Linked DNA regions of Sus scrofa: regions 1 and 2 are each linked to region 3. A link is a contact called in public HiChIP or PLAC-seq data. All regions are on one chromosome and are shown on one strand. The core of a region is the stretch at or near the end of the contact, and the rest is flanking DNA. Distances in the headings are between cores, read along the strand shown. Region 1 overlaps LITAF (lipopolysaccharide-induced tumor necrosis factor-alpha factor). Region 2 overlaps CLEC16A (protein CLEC16A). Region 3 overlaps LOC102157603.

The links. HiChIP or PLAC-seq counts read pairs in DNA pulled down with a chosen protein or histone mark.
Region 1: an H3K27ac HiChIP or PLAC-seq map of alveolar macrophages shows a contact between it and region 3. The contact joins two enhancer-like sites. A contact is called at or near these places in 2 of 2 datasets of contacts at active chromatin or transcription factors (alveolar macrophages and skeletal muscle).
Region 2: a contact with region 3 is called in an H3K27ac HiChIP or PLAC-seq map of alveolar macrophages. The contact joins two enhancer-like sites. A contact is called at or near these places in 1 of 47 Hi-C or Micro-C datasets (epiblast stem cells) and 1 of 2 datasets of contacts at active chromatin or transcription factors (alveolar macrophages).

Annotation. Positions count from the first base shown.
Region 1 is chr3:31,562,215-31,564,962 of Sscrofa11.1, forward strand. All of the region lies in intron 1 of LITAF (lipopolysaccharide-induced tumor necrosis factor-alpha factor), which reads left to right. Among named protein-coding and RNA genes, the nearest start is that of LITAF, 81 kb to the left of the region's middle. Within about 2 kb of position 1,332, at least 39 of the 83 cell types and tissues checked have an H3K27ac peak or open chromatin away from gene starts, as enhancers often do. A contact at or near this core is called in alveolar macrophages, where this site is marked.
Region 2 is chr3:31,951,786-31,954,760 of Sscrofa11.1, forward strand. All of the region lies in intron 23 of CLEC16A (protein CLEC16A), which reads right to left. Among named protein-coding and RNA genes, the nearest start is that of SOCS1, 71 kb to the left of the region's middle. Within about 2 kb of position 1,511, at least 39 of the 83 cell types and tissues checked have an H3K27ac peak or open chromatin away from gene starts, as enhancers often do. A contact at or near this core is called in alveolar macrophages, where this site is marked.
Region 3 is chr3:31,768,271-31,771,038 of Sscrofa11.1, forward strand. LOC102157603 reads left to right here. Exons shown (of 53, transcript XM_021086611.1): 50 at 1-50; 51 at 350-466; 52 at 631-772. Among named protein-coding and RNA genes, the nearest start is that of RMI2, 45 kb to the right of the region's middle. Within about 2 kb of position 1,516, at least 8 of the 83 cell types and tissues checked have an H3K27ac peak or open chromatin away from gene starts, as enhancers often do. A contact at or near this core is called in alveolar macrophages, where this site is marked.

The DNA of each region.
Region 1 (2,748 bases), core at 82-2,581, 210 kb before region 3:
AGCCCGCCCCAAGCACCCAAGATTCTCAAGGCTGTGCTTTCTGTGGCAAAACTGCGGCTTGGCTGTTCTGTTAAACTCAGAGATGCTGTCCTGTGGTTTCCAGGGTGTCCCAGAAAAAGGGACACAAGTCTTATTAGATGGGATCTTGCACACAGGTGGCCTGCTCTTGAGTGATGCAGATGCGTGATGCAGATGGAAAATGAGCGATGGAGAGAGAGAGAGAGAGAGAGAGAGAGAGAGAGAGAGAGAGAGAGAGAGAGAGAGAGAAAGAGTGTGTGTGTGTGTGTGTCTGTGCCTGTGTGTTTGTGTCCGAATTCGGGCTGTTCTTAAGAGTTTCACGTGGCAGGAGTGAGGGGTGGGTGGAAGCCATTTGAACAGATCCTTTCGGAAAGGGTGGCTGGGTGGGCCTCCTGCCCCTGGGGGAACCAAATTAAAAAGAAATGAGGGGGGGAGGGAAAAAAAAAAGAAATGGGCTGACTGAAGTGGCATTTCCGGGCCTGGGGCCTGGGGGAGGGCAGGCTGTGGAATTTATTTAGAAAGCTTGCAAAGCAGCTGGTTATATATATTTTTTTCCTCTCTCTCTCTTTTTTCAAACCTTTCCCGCTTGTTGCTCATGTTCTTTTCAGCGTTATGAGCATGTTTATGGGGCTGTTTGATCCACAAGCAATGTTCCCAAAAGGCAGTGTCCTGAAGTTCCAGAACACAGGATGTGAGCCCAAGAAAGTTGATGATGGTCCATAAAACGGGGGTGGGGTGTTAATTTCCTTCCAGAACCAGAAGCTCAGACCCTTCCTTCCTTCTAGATGTCTCGGGAGGTTGCCCTCCTGACCCCCCCAGCTTCCTAACACCTGTGCATTAGTTCTCAGCAACACAGCCTCTGGCTGGGTTCCTTCCCTTTTGCGGGAAAGGGCCAATGGTTTGACCCAAACTATCTGCAGAATGTTGGGTGCCCCAAGCCCCTCTCTTTTGCCTCCCAAAGCCCTCCCTTCGCAACCACGGCAAACTGCTCTTTGAGGCTTTCTGGCCGCCCGACACTTTTTGCTCTTCTGTTTTTTTTTTTTTTTTTTTTTCCTGTGACTCAGTTTTCATCATACATCGTGGCAGCAGCTCTGGGTCAGCCCTTCCTGAGACAGGAAGGGCCAGTGAGTCTGTGACGTTGCACTCAGAGGTCACCTGGCTGAAGTCTCCTGGGGCCCAGGCCGCAGATGGGGGTGGGGATGGAGCCCCCGCGGGCCGGGAGGGGACAACAGCCAGCCTCAGAGGGGAGCCTGGTAGGGAGGTGTCCTGGGCTGCTGTCTGCACCCTGTCTTGCCTCCTGCCTCTGCCCCTTCCTTTCCTGTTGTGTCAGAGGACACTGACACAGTCATATACCTTAACCGCGCTTCAAAGTCAGTCTCAGTTTGAAACCGTGAACCCGTGTCGCAAAGACGTCCAGGGTCTTGTTAACCCATGTGTGGTTACCCTTCTGTAGCCTGGTAATGCAGACACCCCACTCCGCCCCAACCCGCCCACACCTAGGGGCTTTGCTTCGTGTTTCTGGAACAGCTCTGCCTCGTCTTTGCTGTCCAAGGTTGGGCCTTTCCTCTTCTCTGTAACCTTCCATGGCTCCCGTTGCTCCATAGCATTGCTGTCCCGTAAAACCAGAAAGCAAGCCACACAGGCGATGTAGCACTGTCTGGTACCCACATTTTAAGAAGTAAAAACAGGCACTCCCGTTGTGGCGCGGTGGTTAACGAATCCGACTGGGAACCGTGAGATTGCGGGTTCGATCCCTGGCCTTGCTCAGTGGGTTAAGGATCCGGCGTTGCCGTGAGCTGTGGTGTAGGCCACAGACAAGGCTCAGATCCCTCGTTGCTGTGGCTGTGGTGTAGGCAGGCAGCTATAGCTCCAATTTGACCCCTAGCCTGGGAACCTCCATTTGCCACAGGTGTGGCCCTAAAAAGCAATAATAAAAATAGTAATAGTAATAATAATAATAATAAATTACTTAAATATAATTGAACAATTCAGATCCTCTGTCCATTCCAAGTGCTCAGCAGTCTCGTGGGGCTGCCGGTGACCATATTGGACAGCCCAGACTATCCTTCTGGAAGGTTCCATCAGACAACACAGGCTTACAGAATGAGGTCCGAACATCTCTGAGGGGCTTTTGAAATTTTCAAGCACCCAGCCCCAAGCTATCTAGCATTATTGATTGGTTTTGTTTTTTGCAGATTGATTTTCCTGTGCCTGTCTTTGCCCTGGAAAGCCCCTTCATCTCTTTCCATAGAGGAATCTCCTCTTTGAGGCCGGGCTGGAAGGCTCAGCGTCCCCGCAGGACGCTCCCCTTCTCCCCACAGCAGAATGGACTGCTGCCTCCGATTCTGTGGGTTCTAGAAGAGGAGGTAGCGTGCGTGGGAAGCGGTGGCAGGCCTGTCCGACTGTGATCCACTGTCGTCAAGCCCCGTTTCTCCTGAGACAGGTTTCAGTGGATCGTCTAACACACGGCGGTAGCCCTGCCCCGTTGGAAAAACAGAACCAGACAAAGGACGGCACTGTGTCCTTCGCCAGTGGCCCAGGGGCTGCGGAGCCTGGAACCGCAGACAGGAACACACCCCGGGTCCAGGCGGTGTAATTCTAGGCAGGCACAGCTCTGCCGGGGCAAAAAAAAAAACCTTTTCTTTGCCTTCACAAAAGGACACGTGTGCCTGGCCATTCTGATTCTTATTTTTAAAAATGAGAACTAGGGAGTTCTTGCTGGGGCGCAAC
Region 2 (2,975 bases), core at 261-2,760, 180 kb after region 3:
TGATGGAAACTGTATGCACAGCCTGGAAGGGTCCGGGGCAGCGGCTCTGGCCCCAGGAAAGCTTGGGTTCCCTCCAGATCTGCCCACGTACAGGCCATGGGGCGGGCCCCGGGCAAGTCTCCCCACTTCGCTGAGGCTGCCTCCCTTCACCCACTGGTGGGCAGGCCTGGGGAGGGGGAGGATGTGAGGGGACACCCTGCTCTGTCCCCACCTCAGGACTTGGGGAACCCATACCCGGCCACCTCGGAGGAGCTATTCTGTCCTATTTGTGTGAAGTTATTCTTGTCTAAGGATCAGCTCCCTAAAAGCTGGATCCCTATGTACACTCCCAGCCAGGCGCCCCGTTCGGGTGGATGAAACGGCATGTGGAGGTGAGGCCTGGAGGGAGCCTGGTGGCTGAGTTCCCTGCCCCCACCTGTCACAGACAGCTCCGTGCCAAGAACAGCAGGATTAACGTGCTGGAGTTCTCAGGAAGAGGCATTATGTGATAAACCCTGTGTGTGTGTGTGTGTGTGTGTGTGTGTGTGTGTGTGTGTGTGTGTGTGTGGTGGGCTCTGATTAACGACGGCACACATCAAGGCAAATCCAAACACCCGTCAGGAAGATTCCCGGGGGGCAGGCGGCCACAGCCCCATGGAACCAGCCTAATAGCTGCTTAGGGCTTAATCACTTCAAGTGGTAAACCCCCAAGTTTACCAGCTGTTTGTCTGCCTCGAAAATGAATCACTCCTTCACAAATCAAAATGTCAGGATGGCTCTTCCTGAGCTGCTTATTTATCAGAACCGTAGACAGAGGGGTGGGGGAGTGTGCTAACAGGGCTGCGCCTCAGCCTTTTACGCTGACAACGCCCCAGCCCAAACAGACGAATGATGTGGCTGTCACTGGCCCCTTCTCCCGAGACACACGTCTTTTCTCTCGCTTTTTTTAAAGCCCTGGTTTGTTACTGTGAGACTCGCTGGGTGGAGTGTGCAGCAGAGAAGATGCTGAGATTGCAGTCAGGGTACTAAGGGTTCTTCATTTGGGGAACAGACCAGAGGTCAAGCCACAGACTGACAAAAAAATACAGTGCACCTCCTGCAGGTGCTCAGAGTTAAATAGGAAAAAAAAAAAAAAATCCCCAACCGCCGATACCACCTGTTGGCGGGTCCAGCTCAGCAGAGGCAACTGAAAGCATCTTTCCCTCCCCTGCGGCCCTCCCAAATCCACCTCCCTTCTTTCCATGGCACAAGGACCAGAAAGGCTCGGCAATGTTTCTGGTTTGCTTTTTAGCAAGGTGTCCAGATTCCCCTTGCAATTTCATGGGGCTCCTTCCCACATGGAGGGGGCAACACTTTGAGAGCCGGTGTGACCCATCGGGGGGCTGGGGGGCCCCGGCAGAAAACTCAGGACCAGCGCCTGCAGCCGGAAGCCTCCCCTGCTCTTGCTTCACCCCTGGAAGCCAGTTCCTGATGAGCTGGCTCTGGCAGAGGCGCCAAGGGGCTTTCTGGGCGTGAGTCAAACATGCACGGGCTGCCAAGTCCTTGCAAATGCGCAGATGTGCCAGAGATCACGGGACAAGGGCACAGGCAGACGGCCTCCCTGAGAGCTTGCCCAGCAGATAAAATTCCTGGCCCTCCCTGAGGATGTCTCAAGAACAGCCTGCGGAACGCATATCAAAGGCCGTATGGATTTTCACACCAGCCGGCTGATTCCGCATCTAGAAATTTACGCTGCTGAGGGGGCCGTGGCAGGAACTGCTCGGGCGATGAAAGCACGGGGGTGTGACAGGGAACGGGAGCCCCTACCCATGCGGCAGCTGGATGCGGAAGATGGTCAAACACGCTGCTGGTGGAAAGGATTACGTAAGGGGGAAACGCTCAAGACACAGTAAATGAGAGAAGGTTAGAAGAAGCATGTCCCATGGCAGAAAAAAAAAAAAGAGAAAAGCAAAACCAAACCAAATCCCGCTTCTGCCTTCCTCCTTGCATGGGGAGCAGACTGGAGGGGTTCAAGCCGAAGTCGTGGCAGAAGCGGGTGGTTTATGCTGAGCTTTCATTTGTTGTGCTTGTCCGAATTTTCCAAGACTCCCCCTCTGAATGTTATTTTAAACCAGGGAAAGGATGGAGGATGAAGAAGGCATCCAGCTGTCTGGGAGCTGGACAGGCCAGAGCCGGAGGCCCTAACAGCCCCGGGACCGGCTCCGGACTCCAAAGCGCTCTCCCCGGCTCTCGCTAAGGGCCTCCCCGGGCTGGCCAGGCATGAGGCTCCCAGCAGGTGGACCTGGGCCAGCGGGGACAGGCATCCCCTGCTTTCCAGGAGTCCGGGCTCCACAGGGTCAGGCCGGGGTCTTCCTGCTGCCCTCTGGCCCCTTTCTGACAGTTACTCTGGGAAGATGAACTCAAGAGTAACTCTCTGGCATGTGTCGAGCACAAAAATACCACCAAAAGGTCAGCCTTCTATTTTAGACCCATTGAGAGAGGGAGTGCTGAGCTGGGAGTCGGAACCCCAAGGGCGCGACCGAGCTCTGCCCACGGGGCCTTTTCACCTTGGACAAGCCCCCCCTCCTTCAGGGGCCTCTGGGTCTTTTCGTGAAACACAATACAGTTGGTGAGGATCTCCCGGCTTAAACGGTGGGTAGTTTTCTCTTTACCCATAAACCTGAACTTGACCTGAAGCCCACGACCTCCCTGGGAGGCAGGCAAAGGAGAGGACCCGGAAAAGTGCACCCTGGACATATGTGCTGGGCACCTATAACATTGTACGTGGAACACCCACTAAAGCTTTCCCCGTGAGGACAGGTGGCCATGGGAGGCAGGGGCCAGGGCCAGCCAGTTGCAGCCCAGAGGCCTGCAGATGTGTTGCAGTTATTTATTTCTGTGGCCACGGAAGTTCCTGGGCCAGGGATCACACCTGCACCATAGCAGTGACCCGAGCCACAGCAGTGACAACATCAGATCCTTAACCTGCTGAGCCGCCAGGGAACTCCAGATGTGCT
Region 3 (2,768 bases), core at 266-2,765:
CGGACGGCACGGTGGCTGGCAGCCTGGAGGAGTTCAGCCTGGCCTGGCAGGTGGGCCAGCTGGCCAGCCCTTCCTCCCTTGGGCTGGGCGTCATCACTGGGACGTGGTGGCCATGGGTGGGGAAGGAACCAGGTGGGATCCAGATGCGCCCTGGAGAGGGAAGCGTCCGGCGACTTGGCCATGGACCTAAGCAGGGTGTGGTGGGCCCCCCTCACCAAGGCTCTTGGGCCTGCCGGCTCTGGGGTGGCCCAGGGGGTGGCGGTCCCCTCCTGAGGCCACTGCACCCAGCGGAGCCGCCCAGGAGAAGAGGTCCAGGCAGGAGGCCAGAGTCTTAGGTTCGTCCCCCCAGGTGAGTGGTGACTGCGAGGCTGTGGAGAAGACACGACCCGCATGCCCAGGACAGAGCCCCGCCTGCCAGGCCCTCTTCCAGGACCCCCGCTCCAGCCTGAGGAGCTGCTTCGGGGTGGTGAGTGTGCGGCTGCAGAGGCCACTCAAGCAGATGGGCTGAGGGACAAAGGTGGCCCTGGCCCCGATCTAGCCCCCCGCCCCCGCCTCTTCTAAGCTACTCCCCAGGGTGCGGGGGGGGGAGGAGGGGGGGCAGGGTCACTGATCGCGGGTGCTGGATTGCAGGTGGACCCCGCGCCCTTCCTTAGCCTGTGCATCCAGGACCCCTGTGGCACCCAGGAGCACCCACCTGCCTGCAACCTGGCAGCCGCCTACATCCACCTGTGTGCCCGGGGCTCCGTGCCCCTGGACCCTCCTCCACAGTGCGGTAAGCTGCCGCGGCCACTCGCGCTCCAACCCTGCCTGGTTGACTTCTGCCTTCCATCCCAGAGAGAAAAACCAGGTTCTTTCTCATAGCTCCTGCCAAGGAGTCAGGCACTTAGCTGTCGTACAGTGAGCCAATCATCAAAGCAAAGTTATATGCAAAGGGGTGCTTATTGAGAAAGACAAAAAGGGCTCGTAGCTCCCGCCTCCATGCCAACTCCAGTGAGCCTGTGACCTCTGGCACAGGAGACAATCTCCGGGAGGTCAGGCAGCTGTAAAGTCAGCTCCTAAAAACATAGAACCACAGGAGTTCCCGTCGTGGCTCAGCAGAAACGAATTGGACTAGCATCCATGAGGTCCCCGGGCCTCGCTCAGTGGGTTACGGATCTGGCATTGCCACAAGCTGCAGTGTAGGTTGCAGACGCGGCTCGGATCTGGTGTGGCTGTGGCTGTGGTGTAGGCCGGTGGCTACAGTTCTGATTCGACCCCCAGTCTAGGAACCTCCATATGCCGCAGGTGCAGCCCTAAAAAGACATAAACTTAGAACCACAGACTTGCCATTAGGGGGGTTGAATGTCCACTCCCTACAGTGTCTGGGGACCTCCAGGCAGCCCTGCAGCCGGTGCCGTGCATGATTCCTGTAGCTCAAGCCCCGCTCCCCAGACCCGGAAGTTAGAGACTACAGCAAACAGCAGCCCTGTAAACAGAGCACTTACTCATGACATTCGTAGAAAAACAGGAAGCGGGGGGAGGTTACTGGAAGATCTAGAGTGACAGGGAGAGAGGTCTCTACATTACAGGAAGGATGATTAGGCTCAACAAGGAAAAGGGGGAAGTGATAGTCCAGGAGCAGGGTGGTGGTCAGGGGATAGAAAATTCCTAAGGGGGAGTTCCTGCTGTGTCACAGTGGAAACGAATCTGACTGGTATCCATGAGGATGCGGGTTCGATCCCTGGCCTCGCTCAGTGGGTTGGGGATCCAGTGTTGCCAAGAGCTGTAGTGCAGATGACAGACACAACTTGCCTCCTGCGTTGCCATGGCTGTGGTGTAGGCTGGCAGCTACAGCTCCTGTTTGACCCTTAGCCTAGGAACTTCTATGAGCTGTGGGTGGGTGCGGCCCTAAAAAGCCAAAAAAAAAATCCTAAGGGGTAACATCAGGCGTGGGCAAGATTCCGGCTCACCTGACCTAACGAGATTCTCGCTGAAGGCAGGCCCGGGTGGTCCCTGGGTGAGGACCCCTAGTCAGATGTTGAGGTGATCAGCTGTGGGGGGTCCTGCTAGAGCTGGATGACACAGAGATGACGGGAGACCGAAAGTCAGGGCTTGCTTGAGAAGAGTTGTAAGGAGCCCAAATAGAGTTTGATCAAGGAGAAAAATCTTTCTCCAAGACTTCAGATGCTAGAATTAGACATTATTAAAGACAAGCACCATTCCAAAACTAAGTTTTAGAAATGAAAAAATAGGAGTTCCCACTGCAGCGTAGGTCACAACTGCACCTCAGCACCGATCCCTGGGCCAGGCACTCCATAATCCGTGCGTGGGGTGGCCAAAAAAAGGGGAAAAAAAAGAAAAACGAAGAAAAGTATTCACTGAAATTTAAACCTTAATAGCAGAAGAGAAAATTAATTGGAAACCATGAAGGAATTTCAAAAACAAAATGAGGATTTGAGAGATGTGACTCCTCAGATTGAAGAAGTACAACGCGCCCCAAATGCTGTTAATAAACCCTTTCCAAGACCCATCAGAGTGACTGCAGGAGTTCCTGCCGTGGCTCAGTGGAAACAAATCTGACTAGCATCCGTGAGGATGCAGGTTCAATCCCTGGCTTTGTTCAGTGGGTTAAGGATCTAGCATTGCCATGAGTTGCGGTGTAGGTTGCAGATTCGGATCTGGCGTTGCTGTGAGCTGTGGTGTAGGATGGCGACTACAGCTCTGATGGGACTCCTAGCCTGGGAACTTCCCTATGCTACGGGTGCGGCCCTTTAAAAAAAAAGAAAAGA